Linked DNA regions of Mus musculus: region 2 is linked to region 1. The links are chromatin contacts, called in public promoter capture Hi-C maps. All regions are on one chromosome and are shown on one strand. The core of a region is the stretch at or near the end of the contact, and the rest is flanking DNA. Distances in the headings are between cores, read along the strand shown. Region 1 overlaps Camk1d (calcium/calmodulin-dependent protein kinase ID). Region 2 overlaps Cdc123 (cell division cycle 123).

Region 1 (4,714 bases), core at 1,687-4,186:
TTTAACCCCTTTCATAGCTATTTATGGCTAATTCTGTATTTGACATGACTGCTTGATGGCCCACACCCATGTTATGGGAGTGAAGGGGCTGCTGCAAGATTTTTCGTGACCTCCACACATGACACGGCTTTGTGCATGCACATGAATGTGTGTGCCACACAAATACATAGTAAATAAGTGTAGTGTTTTAAAAGTCCTTAAAAAGTAGTATACTTTTCATGCCTTTAATTCAGGTTGTAGAGGTATGTGGATATCTGAGTCTGAGGCCAGCCTAGTTTACAGAGCAAATTTCAGGACACTGAGGGCTATATAATAAGATCCTGTATTAACCAACAATAACCAAAGAAACAAAAACAATGACACCAGTAAAAAACAGAACACCAAATTTCTCTTGTCCCATAAAGCTTTTCTTAACTGTCTCATTACCTAGTCACTCACGAAGGCCACTTTGCATGTATGTGTCTTTTCATCAGGGCTAAAGGAAGCCAGAACAAACTTGAAAGGGCCACATAGTAGTGCGCTCTCTCTTCTCTTATAGCTTTATTCACACTAAGGGTCGTGGTATCCTCATGGCTGTGCAGGGCAATTTTAATTGTGCATTTCTTTTAATTATGGATTTATTTTATGTGCACAGTTTTTGCTTGCAGGTATGTTTGTGTACCACGTGCATGCAGAAGTCAGACAAGGGTGTTGGGTCCCTTGGAATTAGAATAGATGGCCTTGCACTGTCACATGGGTGTTGACAACAAAACTGGTTCCTCTGCAAAAGTGGCAAGAAGAGCCTGCCTCTTAGCCTTCTCTCCAGTCCCATAATTCTATATCATTATACCATGGACTCAACTCATTGTTCTCCCTCTCTACACGACCGCTTACTATTTGGATTAGAGCAGTGGTTCTCACCCTCCTAATGCCGAGACCCATTCGTACAGTTCCTCCTGTTGTGGTGACCCCACCCGTACAATTACTTTGTTGCTACTTCGTAACTGTCATTCAGTCTCCAAAGGGATTTTGAACTGCTGGTCAAGAACTGCTGGATTAGATGAATTGCCTGATGTCATACCTGATTGCCACATTATATGTGATGGACATGAAATCATTTTTCTCTTCATACCCTTTTCTAAAAAACAAAGACACCCTCCCTCCCAATAAAATAGCCATTCGCCAACCTTCTGTTGGGACCAAAAACTTCCTTTGGGCATTGGTACTACAAGCTAGGTAGAGGATGTAAAAAGAATATGGGTAGATTGCCAAGCCACCCTCCATGCAGAAAGGCTTTCTAGAAGTCAACTTCGAATTTTCTACCAAAGATTTTACGATCACATAATTGATATGTTCTAAGTTTCTGGGCACCTCTCCAGCCAGCTTCTGCAGCAACAAGAAAAAGAGCAGAGCTTTCTTGTCTAGCTAGCATTGGACCTGGCAACCCATCCTTCCAGCTCATGATCACTTCCTTCCAATTGCTTAATGGGCAGGTGATGGGAAACATCTAGGTAATCATCTCACCTCTCAACCCAGACTTTCCCTTAAACATCAAGACCTGGAGACATAGCTCAGATATACAGGGGTTGCTTAACGCGTGCAAGACCCTACGCTCCATCCACACCACTACCAATCAATCAATCAACAAATAAATAACTCCAAATGTGTTTGTGTGTGATGAGACAGAGAGAAAGAGAGAGAAAGAGAGAGAGAGAGAGAGAGAGAGAGAGAGAGAGAGAGAGAGAGAGAGAGAGAGAGAGAGAGAGAGAGATGTTCAAATGCAATATCCTACTCATGATAGGAAACAGACAACCCACATCCAAAGGTGATTAATTCTCTTTATTGGAGGAAAACAAGAAGTCACCAATCTCATTATCATTATGATAGAAATCGATATGTATACATGATTGTCAAGGCAGAGAATCATTTGCTACATAGACCCATGAACAATTTTGCAGTGCCGCAAACTTATGGGGGTTAAACTTCTTGCAGAGTTTACTACATGCATGGGATAAATGCACAGTTTCCCTTCTTTTACTTTTTTTTTTTTTACTTTATTTTTTTATTTTTTGGATAAGCATGTTTTTAATAATAATTTAAAAAAAACCCAAAAAACCAAAAACCAAAACCAAACCAATCGCAAGCCTGGTAATAATGAGTGGGCCAATCCTGGACTTGATGGAAACTGTTGGGAAAACATGCCCATCATTGGGAGAGAGCTGAATGGAGACAAATTATATCATGTATAAATAGCTACAGAAGCCAATTTAGACATTATTCCAATATTCTGGGCAGAATATACCTTTGGTGTCTTCTCACCCAAATGTGGGCTAAGATAAATGTTCTCTGAAACATGCAGCCCTGCTGCTGTAACACTGGACAGAGCCTTACGTTGCCCTGAAATGGCCAAGTGCCTGTCAAGAAGAGCTGCAGCTCCTGTAGTGTGGGACAAACATCCGAGATGATGTTCTAGTCCCTTCCTCACCACCACCCCCTCTTTTGTAGCCTCACTGCCAGCTCTGCCCCAGGGTGTTGTCTTCTAAAGTGCAGGGTTATTCAGGAGGGCCTCAGAATCATTGTCTATCCAAACTAAGATTTTTTTCCTATTGAGAAACAAGTTAACTAGTGTTTGGAACTTTTGAGTGATGTCTTTGACTAAAGCCTCAAAGATGTCTCTCATTTTCTGTTTTTCCCATCCATAAGGAAAATAAAATCACCTATAAGCAACACAGTTTGGTAAAACATCAGAGGACATAGTAATTATATGACAAATCCCCCCAGAGACAAAAAAGGTTAAGAATGGTCATGGAGACTGCGGAAGCAGCTTTAGTACAGGGGGCAGGATGTCAATGCAATAGTTCGTCCCTTTGGCTTAGAAAAATACAGACACAGAGAAGCCATTGCACAGTTTGCTTTGTCCACAAAACCAGACTTGGCAGCCACATGCTGAACTGAATATTTGGCTTCCAAATGCACAGCCTTTGGGTTTGCAGAAGTAGAACCCATAAAGCCACAAGCTGAGCTGCTCCCACTGGAGTTCACAGGGAAGTCTGCGCAGGGCGAAGGCCTCCCTGATGATTATGAAGATTCTGCTGGGAGAAGGCAGGCCAGGCTGTGGCCAGCATGCAGGGCTGTCTTCACAGTGGGGCTAGGTTCCTGTGCACACACCAGAGCTGCAGACAGACGTTCATGCATTGAGACCACCAAGAAGGGACCTGGTAGATGGGATGTGGCTTTTCCTCTTCTTCCTTGTCTTTTAGACTTGCCTACCTCCCAGAGTTGAAGATTTCAAACTAACTCTTCCGCACAGAAATGTTTGTGGAGTTTCCAGGAAGGAAGTTTGCCTTTCAAAATCTACTTTCCCAGCTTAGCTTGAAAAACAAAATTAAAAAAACCCCAACCAACCAAGCAAATCACTTCAAAACGTTCAATTCTGAAAACCAAAGGATTGGAATACCTTTTCTGCCTGCAGCCCCACCCTAGGACCAGGAAACCCCCTACAGAGCAGTGGAGTACATACAGATATATACATTGGTTTTTAATTTTGGAAACAAACTGAACAGTGTTTGGTCTGGAATGTGGTTAAGGGAAAGGGAAGTTGTCAGAGTGTGAGAAGGGATGGGCACTGGTTTTGGAGGACATGCAAGGGGGGCCCCACATCTCACTTGCTGGAAGTAAGTGGTTATGCAACCCTGGGGAAAGTGATTTCTGGTTATAAGACATGGAAGGGGCTGTCCTTCACCTATCTTCACTTTCATTCCTCATGGCCCAGAAAAACCCAGCACAGCATTTTCACAAACCCTTCAAGGCAGAGAGGTTCTGCCCCTAAGCTTCCTGCCTGCAGCCTGGAGTGTTGGCACCTGTTTGGTCTCCTCAGTGTGAAAAGTCAGCTTTGGTCACAGTTCTGAGTAGCCTAAAGCTCTAAAATCCATAGTCATTTCCACTGGGTGGGCTTTTCCTGCTCTTTTTTATTTTGTTTTGTTTTTTTGTTTTTTGAGGCAGGGTCCTGTTCTTTAGACATGTTTAAACATGCTAAAAATCATCAAACCCAGGAACTCTGACCATATCAAGTTTTGCATCCTATAGGAGGGGGGTCAAAACTCTTGAGAGGACCAATTGGTTTCATCTCCTGTGTCCATGTTGTACTTGGCCTGTGGTGTAAAGGCCAATTCTCTCTGCCATCGACAAGCTATCCAGTACTGAAGTATAGAAACAAAAAGCATAAATAGGTAAATAGAGTCTGGGATTCACTGAGCCAACTCCTGTGTTTCCAGATACCACACTTAGGGATACCTAAAGAGAGGTAGTGTCTCTAGACTACCAGTTGGTGTGCAAGTGGAGGTGGCTATTTTTTTTTTTTAAAAGGAGGAATCTTCATTGATATCTGTCACAATCAAAGTGGTACGGCTGGAGACTCAAGGTAGTGTTGAGAAGTGACCCAGAATCAAGGTGGAGGGCAGGAATCCATACCTTCTGGTTTGTCGAAATACCTTCTCCATAGTCCTTTTCTTTCACACAGAAATATGAATGTCAGCTGATCTTTTGGCGTCAGAGCCTCTTTTGGGTTAGAGGCAGTGGGAAGGGGTAAAACCTTGCTGGGGCTTGTTACAAAGGCTACCTACAACACTGGGATTGTTATCTCAGTCACTCTAGTCTCCATGCCCTCAGGGATTCTGTGGCATTCCCTGCCCCTCTAGCCTCCCACTGCCTCTGTCACTTCCTAACCCCAACATGA
Region 2 (4,404 bases), core at 774-3,273, 520 kb after region 1:
ATTTTGAAGGCTATGGAGAGCAGGTAGGTTGTGGCCCTGGCTGGCAGGCACAGGTCATGAAGGTACAGACACTGAACTAGATTTGGCTGGGTGAAAAGTACAAAGACATTTATGTTATACAAGACTGTGTATATTCTCTGTGTACAGTATATATATCCTAGTATATAGTCTACAAATAGTACATTTTCTTTTTCTTTCTGTGGTGGCCTGAGTAAGAATGGCCCCAATAGGCTCATGGATTTGAATGCTTGGTCACCAGGGAGTGGCCCTATTAGGAGGTGTGGTCTTATTGGAAGAAGTGTGTTGAGGAGGGTGAGCGAGGCCCAGTGCTCCCTCTCTCCCTGCTGCCTGTCCATCTGGATGGAGACCTCTTTCTAGCACCATATCTGCTGCATGGCACCATGCTCCTAAACATCCTGATAATAAACTAAATCTTTGAAATGGTAAGCAAGCCCTAATTAAATATTTTCTTTTATAGGAGTTGCTGTGGCCATGGTGTCTCTTCATAGCAATAGAACAATGACTAAGATACTCCCCGCCCTGCCCTCTCTTTTGTTTGAGACAGAGTCTCACTGTGTGACTTTGACTGGCCTGAAATTTGCTTTGTAGACCAGCCTGTCCTTGAACTCAGCCATCTGCCTGCCTCTGCTGGGATTAAAGACATGCACCAACATGCTCCACCATGCCCCAACTAAAAATAATATATATTCTTCTATATGTACGACAAATTTCTTAAATGTAAAATTTAGCCGTTTTACGTTCCCAGAGAAATTAGACTACAATTTTTCATTTACAAATAAGCAGCACACTTCCAGGACCTTTGTCCGGGATTCTCAATGGTCTAAGGCGAACAAGCCGCTTACCTCGTACTCTATACAAGGGTCTGGAGAGTCATCAGTGCAATGAATAAACCTTTGGAGAGAAAAATGCAATTTTTTTGTTAATTTATGCAGACATCTTCATAAACAATATGAGCTTTGATCCCATGAAGCATTGCTTGCTGTTGAGTACTACGCAGGCGCATTTAATCCTCAACACAGCACAAGCAGCTCCAGTAACCTCCATTTTCCTGTCAATGGGCAAAGAATCTAAAATTCAAAAAAGTCCAAGCTTGGCAAATAAGCTAGGACGATACACAACTCAGGCTGACCAGCTCTGAGTGACGGTAAGTCTGTCCACTCTCGGTGTCCGTCCTGCTGCGGAGTCAGCAGGCTGCATACTGTTCTATGACATCAGCTCTGCCACTGAGAGCCACGCAACATGGCTATGCTCCATCTTTAGTGAAGGTAGGATGGCAGCACCATCCACCTTAGTGATAACCCTGAGGAGTACACTGAGGACTGCTCTGTGGACAGTAGCTTGGCCACAGAAAGCCACAATGTCTGTCATTGCAAAAGACCTTGGACAGAACCATACAACCCTCCGTTAAGCATCCCCTCTAAGGACTGTTTCATGAACAATAAAATAGAGTATTACAAAACGCCCATCTGTGCCAAGCCCTGGACTAGGCACCAGGACCACAAATCACCTAGGACCCCAAAGTGCTTTATGAGGCATGACAGAGGAAGCTAGCAGGTACACAGATCATTTCAGAACACCAGGGAGAATAAAATACTCCGATGGAACAAACAAGGAAGCAACTTGCTGGCTGTCATGTGTGGGAGGGAGAGGAGGAAGTAGAAAGGGGATCCACTTTGAGGCAAAGGGAAACATGCCACAGCAGGACAGGAATATGAAGACAAGAACCCCATGAGATTAGCAGGCATGGGTGTGCATCAGCAATGAAGATGGGTGAAAGCTGTGGACACCGAGCGCTGGTTACTTTGTGTCTCTTTCACCCAAACTAGAGTCACCTGAGAAGGGGGAGCTTAGTGGGAGCCTACCTCCATCAGACTGGCCTGTGCACAGGTCTGTGGGGGCATTTTCTCTTTTAATTGATGATTGATACGGGAGGGTCCAGTCCACTGCGAGCAGCGCTATCCCGGGCAAGGAAGCTGTCCTTGTTTAAGGAAGTAGCTAAGCAAGGCATGGGGAGCAAGTCAGTAAGCAGCCCCCCCCCACCCCCCCGCCCCGTGGCCTCTGCTTTAGTTCCCGCCTTAGCTTCCCTTGATAATGACTCTAAGCAGGAAGACGAAATAAATCCTTTGCCTCCCCAAGTTGCTTTGGGTCTGTATTTTATCACAGCAACAGAGAAACAAAGCAAACCAGGACAAGGGGGAAAGCCCAGGTGATCCGTCCCTCTACTGCTACTCATCTTTATTTGTTTTATTTTATTTTATTTTTTGGATTTTCAAGACAGGATTTTTCTGTGTAGCCCTGGCTGTCCTGGAACTCACTCTGTAGACCAGGCTGGCCTCGAACTCAGAAATCTGCCTGCCTCTGCCTCCCAAGTGCTGGGATTAAAGGAGTGCGCCACCACCGCCTGGCTCATTTTTACTTTTAATTTACCACTGACATGCATTATTGTAGGGAGCTTGACAAAATTGGTGGGAAAAAAAGGTAGTTGTACATGTGCATCACTCGTAATATGTAATATACAATTGTGAAAACCGAGCATGAAGAAAACAAGAGCACTTCCCCCCTTGTGGCTATTACGGTTGGAAGTAAGATGGCCCTCACACGTTCATGTGTTCAATACGTGTCTCCAGCTGTAAGCCCGGGAACTCAGCAGTGGGGTGAGTGTATGAAGTCAGACCAAGTCTCTGCTTCCCCGGCACCAGGAGGCGGGTAGCTCTCCGCCATACTGCTCTGCCTCACTGTGGGCACAGAGCCACGAGGCCACCACTGCAGTTAAGGCCCCTGAACTGTGAGCAGAACTAGATCCTCCTCCTCTTGCTTTGTCACAGGAGAAGGATTCAGCTAACAGATGTGCTGACCAATGAAAGACAGGATTTCTCGGGCACAGAGAAATCTTTTAAAGGCTGTCTTGAAGGTAGTGGGTAGTGAGGTATTGAGGTTTATGCTCAGCAGGCATGAAGCCTTGGATCCAGTTTGAGGAAGGGAAGCATCGAGCCATTCAAACACAAACCCAGTGTAAAAGCCTTTGGCCTCCCTGACTCTGTGGCACGTTGGCACTCTGCAATCATTTATGTTTTCACATTGCAAACAGTAACAATTGTGGTCAACTTGACTAGCTGAAATCCAGAGAACACAGACTTCTAGAACCACTAATAACTGGGAACCAAATGATATAATCTACAACACGTTTCAAAAGAAAGGTACACAGTGTGCTTTATTAAGCTGCCAATGGCCTTTCTGTTTTTACAGTAGCAAATGTTTACGTGTGCCATGTACTACTGAGGTAACAAGGGTGAAAGGAGCATTCAGTCAGAAGGTACACTATGACTCTCATGGATGGAGGTGCTAGAACTCTTACTAAAACTCCTGGGTTAAGTTTAGTGGGGAGGCACAGGGAGGCTGGGGGTGGGGATAGAGGGGATAGAGGAGAGAGAGAGAGAGAGAGAGAGAGAGAGAGAGACAGAGAGAGACAGAGAGAGACAGAGACAGAGACAGAGAGAGAAATACTTAATACACACACTGACAAGACTTTAGCCTCAAGCAGGACTCGTGTTGAAAAGGAAAACAAAAGCTATCATTAACCAAATTTTCTTTCCATAAGAAAGTCAGGAAGTGTCTGTTACCGCGCCCTACCACTCAGAGGTGCAACCTGAGGACCTCATTGCCCTTAAAAGCAAAAATCCCTTGCTTCAAGTTCAACTAAGGTTACCCGAAGTAGCTATACTTCAAAACTAACTATGAGTACATTTAACATTGCTTAAGCAAAAATAAATCTTACAGGTCGTTTCAGGTTGATCAAAATTGAAGCCATGAAATGTCAGGTTAATAAAAATCACTACAATTGTTCAATTCTTTAAAAATAACTGCTCTTTCCCACGAGGGCCAGCATGAGAAGCACTAAGAATATTAATGGAGTTCCTATGTTGTGACACCAGGCATGACGGAGACAAGCAGAATAGTCTAGGGTAGATAACCTATGTCTCAGACATAATCCAGGCTAAGATAGGAAACCAGGAAGTGCCTGGCGTGATGGTGCATGTGTGTACCAGGACCGTGAGGCAGGGGCACTATTATGAGCTCTAGGCTAGCCTAGGCTACACAGTAAGTTCCAGGTCAGCCTGGAACAGTGTGTAAGTAAATAAAATGAAAAGGAGAAGGAAATAAAGAGAGAAGAAAAGAAGAAGCAAGAGGAAGGGGGAGAGAGGAAGGAAGAAAACAATCAATGAACCTAAGGTCAAGAATAAAATCACCATCAAGACCTTGGGCCCTGTAATAAGCCTCTCTCAGCCGCTCACACACATAAAATGTTAGCTTCTGAAACCTTCAAGACCACCCCTCAGGACACACCTCCTTCAACAAGGCCACATCTCATGTCTCCCCAACATT

What was found. Capture Hi-C pulls out chosen DNA fragments and counts their contacts.
Region 2: a promoter capture Hi-C map of adipose tissue shows a contact between it and region 1. The contact joins two enhancer-like sites. A contact is called at or near these places in 2 of 9 other capture datasets (adipose tissue and embryonic stem cells).

The regions. Positions count from the first base shown.
Region 1 is chr2:5,291,660-5,296,373 of GRCm38.p6, forward strand. It overlaps Camk1d (calcium/calmodulin-dependent protein kinase ID), which reads right to left. Exons shown (of 11, transcript NM_177343.4): 11 at 1,798-4,714. Among named protein-coding and RNA genes, the nearest start is that of Gm36906, 21 kb to the right of the region's middle. Within about 2 kb of position 2,937, at least 12 of the 459 cell types and tissues checked have an H3K27ac peak or open chromatin away from gene starts, as enhancers often do. A contact at or near this core is called in adipose tissue, where this site is marked.
Region 2 is chr2:5,809,933-5,814,336 of GRCm38.p6, forward strand. It overlaps Cdc123 (cell division cycle 123), which reads right to left. Exons shown (of 13, transcript NM_133837.5): 7 at 864-912. Among named protein-coding and RNA genes, the nearest start is that of Gm29984, 13 kb to the right of the region's middle. Within about 2 kb of position 2,024, at least 21 of the 459 cell types and tissues checked have an H3K27ac peak or open chromatin away from gene starts, as enhancers often do. A contact at or near this core is called in adipose tissue, where this site is marked.